Linked DNA regions of Hordeum vulgare: region 1 is linked to region 2. Evidence: chromatin contacts called from public Hi-C data. All regions are on one chromosome and are shown on one strand. The core of a region is the stretch at or near the end of the contact, and the rest is flanking DNA. Distances in the headings are between cores, read along the strand shown. Region 1 holds the start of LOC123426572 (protein TIFY 9-like). Region 2 holds the start of LOC123426570 (histone H2A.Z-specific chaperone CHZ1-like).

Region 1 (6,221 bases), core at 3,432-5,931, 220 kb before region 2:
GTACTGATGCTGGTTTATACCATTGTGGTACATATTCTGGTTTAGGTATTTATCCCACTACAAGCATACTTGAAGGTTCTCAAATTAGTTGAGCGTGTTCAACATGGGAAAAAGGAGATTGGTTATGAACCAAAAAGTGATGGAAATATCGATTATTACAATTTAGCAAATGGTACACCTGCCGAAGTAAGAAACCTCTTCACGCTTGTTGTCTTTGACACGATATACCCCCCGAACCTGGAGAAAGAAGATGATAGCTCTAGAAGTTGAACGATCAATCCAGGGGTCCCTGAAGAGAATCGTGCCACCTACAGCTTACGCTCCGATGGCCTGTTACAGAAGTTTGCGGAGCTTTCCAAGCTTGAGCTGCTGTGTTGAATCAAGGGAGAGCAGCAGATGTTATTTGCTTGGTCGGATGGGGATAAACTCAGTTTCCATGACCATGATGTGTTGTTAATCATCGTGGCCTATGGTGTACACTTATGTTGGACATGGCAACTGCTCGGGCTTTCTGGGTGCAACTGTTTCTTCCCAGATTATTCCGAGGCAATGTTAATTTCTGATCTGTTGGAAATGCTATTAAGCTGTGGATCTAATTTCAAATGGCCTTCTACAGTTCTACTTCGCTGTATTCTAAAACGCCCAGACTGCATGGAATACTTGCAAAAAAATAATGCTAGTGCAATAAAAGTTTCTATTTCTATGATCTCGGACGATGTTGTATGCCATGCAATTCCATTTCATAATCCACCAAGTTTCGCTTCTGAGTACTTTTTTTGGTCGATATTCTAGTAGGGGCTAAATGCACGAAGTGGTGGATTTGTGTGTTTCATCTAGGTCCAGATTCTTGTTGCATGTTTTCACGGCGGACCTGCATCTACGTGTCGACTGACATTGGGCACAACTTTTTTTTTTTTTTTGACAGAAGACATTGGGCACAACTTAATCACAATCTAGACTGGTACTACAACTTAATCACAATCTATACTGGCCTGCGTACAAGAGACCATCGATCGGGCACGAGTAGGTACGTTTCGCTCAGAACGCGATGGTCCAGTCCACCGTACCAGAGGCAGAGGTATCACACCCACCTACTTCTGTCTTGCGCGTGGAATAATGCGCGTGATCTAAACCACCTCGTGCGGCGCGCGCATATTTGATTGTTCCACGAAACAGCATGGTAGCTTTGCCGGCCGGCCGCGTTTGCTTGTTTAGGCACCTCTAGGGTCTAGGCTGTCACCGGGCAATATATGATGCATACCTCGTTCCTTCGTTAGTTAACAAAAAGAAAAATAGAGGGTACTCTCCATAAAGAAATATAAGAGTATTTAGATCATTACAGACGAAGTATCTCCCAACGGCTGTACAGGGTTGCAACCACCTGAAAAAAATGATATATGACAGAACATTTTTTTATATTTTCTTGAAACGAAGACAAATGATCTGCATCATCTGAAAATAGTGTTACACTTTTTTCGTTGCTAAGTATAAGTCATTTTAAATTTTTTACTATGAACTACATACGGATGTATATAGACATACCTTTAAAATATAAATTTACTCATTTTGCTTTGTATGTATAATTTGTAATGAAGTCTTTACAAAAAACTTATATTCAAGAACGTAGCGAGTACGTACATAAATATGCATGAGTGCATGCAAAATTAATTATCTATTACATCCCTAAACTTAATTTATTCATTTGTAAGAAAGCGCATCGATCAAACTTAAGCCACCGCTACCAAATTCTATTGCACGCATCTATACTATTGGAGTGCTACTACTCCGAGGCCGTGATTGGATTGACGTTTCTTAGTTCAATACCGGTGTAAAATATACAGACCTCCACTGGTCGTTTTTCTTTCAAGTTAAAAATCAAATAAGACCAGTATTATACACCTGTAAAATAAATACAAGTGTATATAAATACACGTGAACCAAGCGGGGCCCTAGTTCCATTTCCACACACATGAATATACACCGGTAATCACCGGAACAATTAGCTATACCCTATAATCAAGAGCACCAAATGAACATCAAGCTAATCAGTCAAGCCCAGAAGCTAGCTAGGCTGCTTCCGCTTCCTTCTTCACACCAAGAGAGCTGCCGCTGATGGTGGTGGCGCCGGGATGGTATGGACCCATGCGGGTCAACCTGCACGTTTAAACAACCGCACGCATGATGAGTTGGGTGGCGAATTGGTTAGGTCAACACGTACGTACAGTCCAGAAGATTTGGAGTACAACTTTTTGACATATTCTCACGGAAAAAGAAGAAGGCAAAGATGATACGTGCATGCATACTCACGATCGAACCAAATATTAGCTTTCCTCGATTTGGGTGAGCAGATCAATCGTGGTGTTTGATTTGGTAGGTGTCGGTCCATCAAATTGGTCGTTGATGTCGATCGAGATGTCACCCTCAGTCAACTATGTATGCGCATGCTAGCTTAATTACGACCGCTGTCGATCGCAACAAAAACGTGGTCTCCGATCGATCAAGGTCGCTCAAGGACCCACACGTACGGTTTCGACATTTTTTTCTTCTCATCATGTGGAATGTTCAAAGAGAGCAACTAATCCTGCACTTTTAACTTTGTTTCAGAACAAGAAACTACGTACGTACTGGTATTACTTTAACCTTGTGGTTTTGTCCATGGAAACAAACTGATATTATTTGGCCAGAACATAATTCCTATATACATATAGAATATTGTTTGTTTACCTCTCTTTACGCTTCACGAGGAACTGCTGCAACGACTTTGTTCTTGCCAGTGGTATGTCTGCAAGCATGAATATTAGAATTGTAAGCAACGACTTTATAAAGCGTCCAACGAACTTTTTTTTTAATTTTTTGTTTGCTCATGATGAGTTATTATTTAAACAAACCTTTGCTTGAATTTCCAACAGGTGTATTGTTGCCAAGGTCACGCCTTTCTGCCAACGTTACGTCCCTTGCCATCTGCATTATAGCTTCTGCCTGTCAAAATATTTGATCAGATGTCCAAGGCCACATCAGTATATGAATTTGATAACATACATCTGCTACATGTGCTTACTTTTATATGCATATATACATTAATTCTCTCTAACCAAAAGAAATATGCAAGTTCATTTTTGGAAATTGGACATCGGACAGTGCTTTTAGGGTCAGTTCTTTTGCTAGCTTTTAACATAAGCTGAAATAAGTTGCCCCTTACCCAGCTTATTCTATAAGCCCAACCAAATTTATTTTTTTAAAGCCTATTAATTAAGACTTTACTAGTAGGCTTTAAAAAAATATTTTTAGTTGAGCTTCTAAAATAAGCTGGGTAGGGGACAACTTATTCTAGAAACCCAAAAATGCTATCAAAAAAAACTGACCCTTAGGCTGGCCATAGTGGGAGTAACTTAGGTAGTATCATGTTTTTGAAACTAACAAACATGTTAATGTGGCACACAATTAAAGATGAAAGAGAGTTAGAGTAACATAGGTAGATACCGTAACATGTTAAATGCTATGCTACTATGTGTCATGCATGTTAATAAATGAGGTTATATATGATAGTTTGTTAGTCGAGTACTAGTTTATAATACTAAACACTATAAAGGTAGTATCATACGATAGTATCATATGCATGATACTATTATATGATACTCTCCACTATGACCAGCCTTAGAGCATGGTTAATAGTATAGCCAACTGCTGGCTATAAACAGTCTTATAGCCCATCTTATAGCTAGCGTGTACAATAGTTAGCTATAAAATAGTACTATTTTTATCATATATAGCCCACCTTTCATTTTCACAAAGCACCTAGGAGCACGTGCTAGAGCTGGCTCTTCACGAAGAGCCCGTTTCACTTCTCTTTCCTCTTCTCTCTCATCCAACTCAGCAAAAATATAGTATTTTAATTATTATAGCCTGACTGTACCTTATTGTAATTGCTGTTAGGTACATCTCGTATCGAAGTTGAGAGTGTAATTAATGAAGAGAAATACTAAGCAAATGGAAGAGGCGCGGAGATTGGTAATAATTAATCACCTTGTGGTGGGAGACATCGAAGATGGCAACGGAGCCGTTGTAGAAGACCGTCATGGGACTGGGAGCCGCAGGCGCCTCTTCCGTCGTCGCCGGCGAGCGGGGGACGACGACGCGGCGCAGCAGCTGGGGGTCTATCCTCGCTATTGCGCTCGTCTCCATCCCTGCACGCACGCATCCATGCAGTTCCAGTCAGCATTCACGCGCGCATACACAGGCACACAAAGAGGCAGGGATATGACATTCGGACCTCGGATGGACGACAAGGAGGAGGAGGAGGAGGATGAGCCGGTGTTCTTGCCGCGTTGCTCGCCGAGGGCAGCGGCGCGGAGGCCGAGGAAGTCGAGCTCCACCGGCGGCGCTCTCGACGACATGCTCGATTCCAAGCTCGAGTACGTACGGCGGCCCCGCGCGCGGGTCGATCGTCTGGAGTGGCTATGGGCAATGGGCCGGCGGAGTTGTTGTTACGCTCGATCGGGAGTGCGAGGGCTAAGGCGCGCACGGTTTATATATAAAACGAGAGCTAGGGGCTACTGGTCGCCGGTGTGGAGCTACCGCTGCATGAGTCCACGACCCATGTCGTCGTCGATCGCCGTCTCTCAAATCAAATGAAGTCCCATTGCTGGGCAGCGCAGGTAGGAACGCGCGAAAGGTGGCTAGCTAGATGGCGATCGGCGAGAAAGCGACCGACCCACCCCTCCGTCTCCGTCGGCAGTAGTAATTTATTTGATTTACACGAAACAATGGGATGGATGGATCCTCCACCAATCAGTCGCCGCGTGTGGTGCCAACAACTCCAACAGCTCATGTCAAAGAAACAAATAAATCCAACAGCTCGTGACGAGTGGGAATGGGCAGACGCGCACGTCTTCCGTCCGTCGGAAGAAGCGTGTGAATGGGCACGCGGCTGATGGGACGCAATGGCAATGGAAATTATTAAGCCACGAGCGGGAATTGGGTTGCTTCCTCGCGGAGAAACTTCCCACGCCGGTGCCCGGTTTGAGCCGACAGCGTGCGCCGCGCCGCGATCTGGTCACCGAGTCCCTTTCTTTTCCTTTTATTTACCAGGAGTAGTAGTGTGGCCGATTCAGCGCTTCTTCTCCATCACTGACTGCTGCTGGGCAATCACGCGCTAGCGCGCGCGTCTGGTTGGGCTCGTTTAACACGTGGATTTGCGCACGGGATCCTCGCATCCTGATCTTGGGAGGAAATGAAAGGGAGTCACGAGATTGAGCGGGAAAGGAAGAAAAACGCATGTGGATGCGGTGCAACCTTCGTGATTCTGTAGATCGAGCTTGATGTGGATGTGGCTGCTCGACTGAAAAAAATGCGGCTGCTATATTTAGGTCGTGTGTTCTGGGTATACAAGTTTGTTTTTGGTTTGTGCTGAGTTTCTTTCTTTGTTTTTCTTACCTGCAAACCGTAGAATAGCGGTAATTTTTCATGTATTAATAGTATGTACAAAGGGGACTGCTATGGGTCGGTTGGCGGATTTTTTTTAAAAGATCCGCCGCCTCGCGAGCCGTAGGATATGGCGACATGACCATTTCTTTTGTTCTGCAACAAAGACCTTGTTGCAGAAACATTTATAATAGAGATTGTGTTACGAAATTCTTGTGCAACAAAGATTATATTGCAAAACTTTTTTGCAACAGAGATTGTGTTGCGGATTTTATATTTTTGCAACATGTGTGCTGTTTCAATTTTTTCTTTTTGCAACATAGAAAATGTTGCAGAAAATATTTCCAATTTTCTTCGTTTTTATGTTTTGCAACGTGTGTATTGTTGTGAAGGAAAATTTTGCAACAAAAGTTATACAGAAGGAAACACGCGTCACACTGAGGAGCCGACGGATCGCTCGCATGCGATCCGCCGGCTGAACGTAAACTTTCCCATGTACAAAGGGCAGAAGTAAAGAAAGAAAAACAAAAATAGAGAAAGGGGAACTCATCATTAGTTCATTACTACATATTTTTCGCTACCCACTGATCAGAATGCTCTACACGCTTGTCCCTTATCTTGTGTTTAAGGAGCTTGAGGTGAGCTTTGTAGAAGTACCTCCATGCTTGAAGAAGATGGCCGCTCCTGAGATTCTAGGGGCGTGAGGAAGAACTAAAACCCGAGGGCACCTAATATACACATCAAAAAATTATTTAATATAATGAAAAAACAAACAGTTAAAGAGCTAACAAAAGCCATAT
Region 2 (6,438 bases), core at 3,093-5,592:
TTCAGCACCTTCATTTGCCCATCAGCTCAGACCTATGCGCCTTCATCTGCTCAACTTCAGCAGTCAGTGCCTTGTTTGCTTCACGGGCCTGCTCCAACGACTTCTCTCGTTCCACCAGAACATCCTTCATGCCAGCCATTGCAACCAGTGCCGCATCCAGCTCACCAACAAACTAAACCTTTTCAGCCCTAAGAGTCTCGTACGCTGTCCCCATCTCGCAAGTTTTCTGCCAGCCAGCGCCAAGAGACAATCAGACAAATCCGACAATAAAAAGTCTAAGTTCTTCAGACCCCTGCCGACGCAAGCAGTCGACAACGGTCTCGGGGACTACACCCAGTGGGTTCACTGAGAGTGACCCCACTGGCTTGAAACTCAAACAGGTCCGCCCTATTGAGCTACATGACAACACCTATGCCTACGAGGTTAATACTACCCGACCTGAGTAAAATTACTCTCGGGGACTCTTACAGTACGTGCACTCCGAGTGCACCAACTGTTAGCATTCGACCAGATTAATTATGGATCTGATCACGTCAAAGACAATATGTATAAAGACAACTGCCGGTGCAAGCACTCGACAGAAGTTCTGAGGACTACACCCACTGGGTTCACTAAGAGTGAACCCATTGCAAAAATCATATGGTATCCGAGCACACCCAGTGGGTTACAAGAGAAAAGTAAATACTTACTAGCACACTTACTCGGATATCGTCCCGCAGCTCCAAGCTCCGCTGGTACAGAGATGCGATGGAGTTGTACGCCTTCTTGGCTTCTCCCGCCATCAGCTCCGCCTGCACCATGGCCCCCTTGGCCGCTCCCACCTGATCCTCTGGGAGGCGTTGGACGTTATACTCGACATTCGACGGGCCTCGCATCGTTGGAGGCTCCTTGGGCATCCCAAGGCTTGCTCCAGTCGGTTCAGCAGCAACCAGCGCCGCTTCAGTCGACGGCATCGCTTCAGTCGGCGGCACGTCCGCAGCGAGAGCAGTAACTGGCGGAACAGCCTCAAGGACAGGCACCGCAGCTTGCTTAGATCTCCCCTGGTCACCCTCATCCACATAAATCACCCCTGAGGGAAGCCAGACCGAACGGCGTGAGATCTCAGAAAAAGAAAGGGGCAAGACCGAAGACAGAATTCGTGATGCGATGATGTAAACTCTCGTAATCGCTACGACGCACCTGGCTGGGACGAGACGACGTTGTCCATGTCCATGGGGTCATCCCCCTGGCGTGCTGGAGAGGTGGCAGAGGTAGCAACCCTGTCGAGTGAAATTCATTCGACCAATAAACAGGAGTCCAATCGAATATCAGAAGAAGTTAGAAGAACAATATACTTACGTTGAGGTGACGGGAACGGTGACCCTCATCCGCGGCAAAGCCTTCCAAGGTTTAGATCCGCTCGGTTTGGCCACCTTGGAAGGCTGACCCGCAAGTTCAGTAGCAGCAGTTGGCGGAGCACTCGAGGATGCTGGAAGGGCCGAGAGAGCTGCAGGTTCATGTCGGCGCTTGGTTCGATGCTCTGGCGGCGGGGGTGGCGAGTCCTGCTCTTCGTCTTCCCCCTCCTCTTCACTAGACTCTTCCTCCGTTTCCCCACTGTCAGAGACGTACTCGACGCTCTCCACGCTGCCCTCCTGGCTGCCCTCCTTATCCTCCTCAGCCGAGTTCCCGTTCGAGACAGGGGAAAACCAGTTGGTCCACTTCTGCATAAAATACAGTCGGCGACATCAGGCGTCAGACAGAGATTCAAGAAAGCGATAAAACCAAGACAGTTACGTGCACTCGACAAGTGGTACTCACCTCGTTCGAAGGAGGGTTGTCCGCGCAGAAAGCCCTCACTCGCCGGGACCCTCTGGGGTTCTCGCAGGCGCCTGTGATCTGGAGCACCCACGACGCCACCTTCTCCTCGGTCACGCCCAAGACGTTGGTCCGAGTGGAGTCTTCGGGCCCCGTGTAGTGCCACATGGCGTGGTCGCGAGCCTGCAGTGGTTGGATGCGCCGACCGAGGAAAACCTCCAGCAAATCTATGCCGGTGACTCCCCTCCTGACGACATCTACGAGTGCGTCGACCAGAGGCTGGATGTCGATCTTCTCCGCCTTCGTGAGCGCAAGCTGCTTAGGCGGAGCGGGTCGATCTAAGCTAAAAGAAGGCAACCCTGTCGTGGCATTCGGGCAAGCAACGTCCTGGCAGTAGAACCATGTCGACTGCCAGTTCCTAACCGACCCACTCAGCTGAAGAGCAGGGTAACTACTTTTGCTCTTCTTTTGGAAGCCTAAACCCCCACAGAGCTGGAGAAGGTGAGTATTATCATCCGATTGATTAAGTCGTTTGATAGTTTGGGACCTAGCAGAGAAGATATGTTTGAAAAGCCCCCAATGGGGGGGACAACCGATGAAGCACTCGCACAAGACTACGAAAGCAGAGAGATGGGCAATGGCATTCGGGGGAAAGTGGTGGAGCTGCGCCCCAAAATGGTTCATTATGCCTTTGAAGAAAGGGTGCGGGGGCAGGGAGAAACCTCGATGCACGTGGCTGAGCAGCAGGACGCGCTCCCCCTCCTGGAGCGCCGGCTCGGTCTCGCCCTCCGCCGGCAACCTCCATGATTTGTGCGCGATCACCCCGTGCTCCACCAGCTCCAGCAGGTCCTCCTCCGTCACCGTGGAGGGGAGGAAGTTCCCCTGGATCCACCCCGCCAGTAGCGTTCGTTGCTTCCGCGCAGGAGCCGCCGCCTTCCCCCTCTTCTTTTTCGCCTCCAGCTTGCTAGTCTGTCCCTTGGTCATGGCGGAAGCTGCTCGTCCGCGGAGGAGAAGGAAAAGGAAGGAGCTTGGGTGCGCAGGAGGAGGCGAGAGGAACGGAGCAATCAAAGGCGAGAGATCTGGCGAGCGTAACGAGAAAACCCTCGCCGCTGAGGTTTAAGTAAGGTTTCGACTGCGTCACTGGCAGGTGGCCCCGAAACCTTATCCCCCGACCAACCGCGGCGATATCAGTGGAGAAGATGAAGGCGCGGGAATCGAGGCGTCAGGCGCTACTCGAGCGCGATGTCGTCATCCCCGCTGAGCGCGCGGTAACCGAAATTTGAAGATCCCGGAAAATCCGCCGCTGTCAGTTGACTGGTCACGTCAGGAGATACCCTGGAAGCACTCGGTTTCCGACAGTTTGTTCCACCAATACTTCCACTCGGATCGTTGGTCAGAAAAGATAAAATGGATCGAGGCAAGCAACGCCAAAGTCACATCCGTTCCAGTCGGATCCAAAATTCAAGCATCGCTTCGTCGTTCCAACCCTAATCCATTCGGGAACTAATGATGGGGTTATAGTCCTAGGGTAGGGTCATAGGCCTGCCCTGAAGGTCCAACCCAAGGACTACCCCTCATAAGGGACAAGGTCCTTAGTCAGTTCCGACTGAACTAAGGAGTTCCCTTCATCCAGTCGGTAACAGATCCTCGACCGTCCAGTTGGAGATTAGCATTCGGAGTTTATCAAACTAACCGACTGGATTCCACTCTGTGCATCGTAACCCCCGTGGAGGGAAACGGTCATACGTTTCCATGTGCCTTTATTAGCATTTAAGGCGTACGTTACCTGTAACGTAGACATTTAATCGCCACTACTCCACCCCTGTACACCGGACCGTTGTGGAGGGCAGCGCACTCTATATAAGCCACCCTCCCCCACTGGTGCAGGGGTTAGCAATTCACTGTATTCTATATTCCACTCGACAACAAGCTCCCTGAGCACCGAGACGTAGGGCTATTACCTCCACCGCAGAGGGGCCTGAACTCATACAACCTCGTCGTAGCTAAGGCTCTGTCCATCCTTTTGTACCCTACACATCTACTATCAGGCTTATACCCACGACAGGGACAAAGAGAGGGATGGACAGAGAAAGGAAGAGATGATGTGAAGTGGAGTGTGTTGACTTTGTCTACCATTCACCTAGAGTGGGGATATTTATGGGGTCTTGGTGGGCCGGTCCGGTATGATAGACATGCGAGTGGAGTCCGTGTCTTCCTATATCCGCCTTAGGTTTGGGTTGGATTTGAGAGGTATCGCTCCGTCCAAATATTCGCTACCGGTTTAGGTAGTCCGGCTGGGTCACGTTTTTGTGACATGGCACTGGCCGAGCTGTCTGTCTCAGTTTAGGGAGCCCGTGTATAGATGCTCTGAGTTTCCATTTATAAAAACGTTTTCTGAAAAAAGAAATAGTCAGCGCTCGGAAAAAGTTGTACCGGAGAAATGAAAACCTTGTCTAGGCCCAACAATACATTGTAAGCCCATGTCAGGCCCATCTCCCTGCACCCTCTCTCTCTCTCTGGCGTCGCCCCTTTCCGTCACGGCGGCATTGGGCCACGGCTTTACGCCACGCCCTCTCCTCTCCATTTCTCTCGCACCCTCCCCGCGTCCTTAAACCCTAGCTCCCTCTCCCTCTCCCTCTCCCGCTCCCGCCTCCACGATGGCGACCGCCGACGGCCAGTCCCAGCCTGCGGCCACCGAACCCTTCCCATCCCCGGCCAAGCGTAAGACGGACACCGACTCCGAGATCTCTCCCGTCGACCCACCAGCCAAGGCCGCCCGCCCCGGCACCGACGAGGAGGCCGCCGCCGAGGCCAAGGCCCGGGTCGCGGACAAGGGGAAGGGCAAGATGGTGGTCGATGAGGAGGAAGAAGGCGGCGAGGAAAGCGATGACGAGGAAAGCGACGACGAGGAGGTCGAGGGAGATGGCGACGAGAGTGACGGCTTATGTGAGGATCCCCTCTCCGAGGTCGACCTCAACAACATCCTGCCGTCTCGGACCCGCCGCTGTGCCCCAGCACAGCCTGGGGCGTACCTGGTGCGACCAGAGGAGGCAGCGGAGGATGACGAGGACGATGAGGACTCGGACGTCGACATGGCTCCCGGGGAGGAGAGCGGCGACGGGGAGGAGAGCGACTAGGGTCGCAGCTCGACTAACTCGCTAGGCAATCCCTTCGTCTCGCGCTTGTGATGCACAGAAATGTTTCTATGAACTGTTCCCTTGTGGAAGTGCATTTCTGCGATTGCATCCAGTTTAGGCCTTTAGTTATCGAACTTATGCACTATCAACGTTTAATTTCGCAGGTATCGCCTAATTTAAGTGTTTTTATCAAGTAAACAGGTATCACTGCTGGTGCTTCTGGATTATGTTTCTGCAACCTTGGTCTTTCTCGCTGAGATAATTAGATCTATTCATGCTGTGTGCTTGGACTTGGATGTGCATGTGGATTGCGCCTTCTATGTTGGAATGTTCTGTATCAGGTAGACATAGCTGTAGTCTTGCTTGCAATTGCAATTGAATAACATTGTCCTGATTTCACACATTCACAGCTTGGAGGGCCTTATGCTGTCCTTGATTGATGCATTGCAATTTTGTTCTAGAACTGTCGGCCTTAAACGTGTCCAGTTAGGTATACTACTCCCTCCTTTCCATAATCCTTTGTGATTTTAGGTCAAATTTGAATTAAAACCACGACAATAATTATGGAACGGAGGAAGTATCATTTGTAGTCACTATGTTACTCAACAGGTCATATCTGAGCATTTCTGAAAAGGTTCAAGCATGTATGTTGTTTTGTTGGGGTTAGCCTTTAATTGGTCAGGGAACAATATTGCATCTTCTGGCGTGTACTACTTATAGGACTAAGCCAGGGTATGCAGTGTGCTGTGGTTATCCTAACTGTGCATTTCTAATGTCGTGCTTTCTTATTTGTGTGATATGTTGTAGATTGTCCTCTGCCTTTTCTTTTAATGTTGATTCAACCTAGATTGCTCAGGTAGTTGGTAGTTGCACCCTTTAGGTCATGCATGGTGAGTTCTTTTTTCTTGCTGTCTATTGAGCCCTGACACCACTGTTCAGCTAGCCGTGCCCTTAAAAATGGTTGAAGTATCTGTTCTCCTGTTACTCAAAGTGCTTTGTAACCCATCTCGAGCACTACAATTCATAGCGATGGTAGCTATCATTGTATTCCTAACTTGGTTAGAAAGTTAGAATGGTTCATGATTGGATAATAGAAAAGCAGTTACTTGTGATGCTTCTAGTGTACTGGGCATTGCCTTTTACACATACCAAGTATTTGCCTTAATTTCAGTTATTTTAGATACCTAATGGATTTATCTCATAGAACTTGCATTTTTAGTCGCTTATAAAAAAAGTTGTCATATTGCTAATTTAGAAAGGTAGAACATGCATGGGCAAGGACATTGTGTGGCATGTTCTTGCAAAAGGCAGTTGCGCAAGGGCATGAAACTATACAGGACTGATGCTTGTGTAGTCAGTTGTGTTACATTAATGATAAACCATAAACTTGTCATCTACATGTCAGTAGTGTGCCACAGTTCCATAAGTATGTTGTCACCTGAATCAGTGATGCAAATAAGTGAACGCGTCATAGAGTGTAACTCTTGACTCTAGCTATGCAATCGTC

What was found. Hi-C and Micro-C count contacts between places; a contact is called where the count stands out from the background.
Region 1: a Hi-C map of seedling shows a contact between it and region 2, with 7 times the contacts expected there. The contact joins the promoter of LOC123426572 here to the promoter of LOC123426570 in region 2. A contact is called at or near these places in 6 of 6 Hi-C or Micro-C datasets (leaf, seedling and an unstated tissue) and 1 of 1 datasets of contacts at active chromatin or transcription factors (embryo).

What each region holds. Positions count from the first base shown.
Region 1 is chr2H:441,130,041-441,136,261 of MorexV3_pseudomolecules_assembly, reverse strand. LOC123426572 (protein TIFY 9-like) reads right to left here and starts at 4,681. Exons shown (of 5, transcript XM_045110432.1): 1 at 4,271-4,681; 2 at 4,024-4,184; 3 at 2,889-2,979; 4 at 2,725-2,782; 5 at 1,798-2,154. The coding sequence starts at 4,394. The coding sequence ends at 2,067. It overlaps LOC123426571 (poly(A) polymerase I), which reads left to right. Exons shown (of 13, transcript XM_045110430.1): 13 at 46-706. The coding sequence ends at 270.
Region 2 is chr2H:440,905,132-440,911,569 of MorexV3_pseudomolecules_assembly, reverse strand. It overlaps LOC123426570 (histone H2A.Z-specific chaperone CHZ1-like), which reads left to right and starts at 4,342. Exons shown (of 1, transcript XM_045110429.1): 1 at 4,342-5,158. The coding sequence starts at 4,452. The coding sequence ends at 4,931.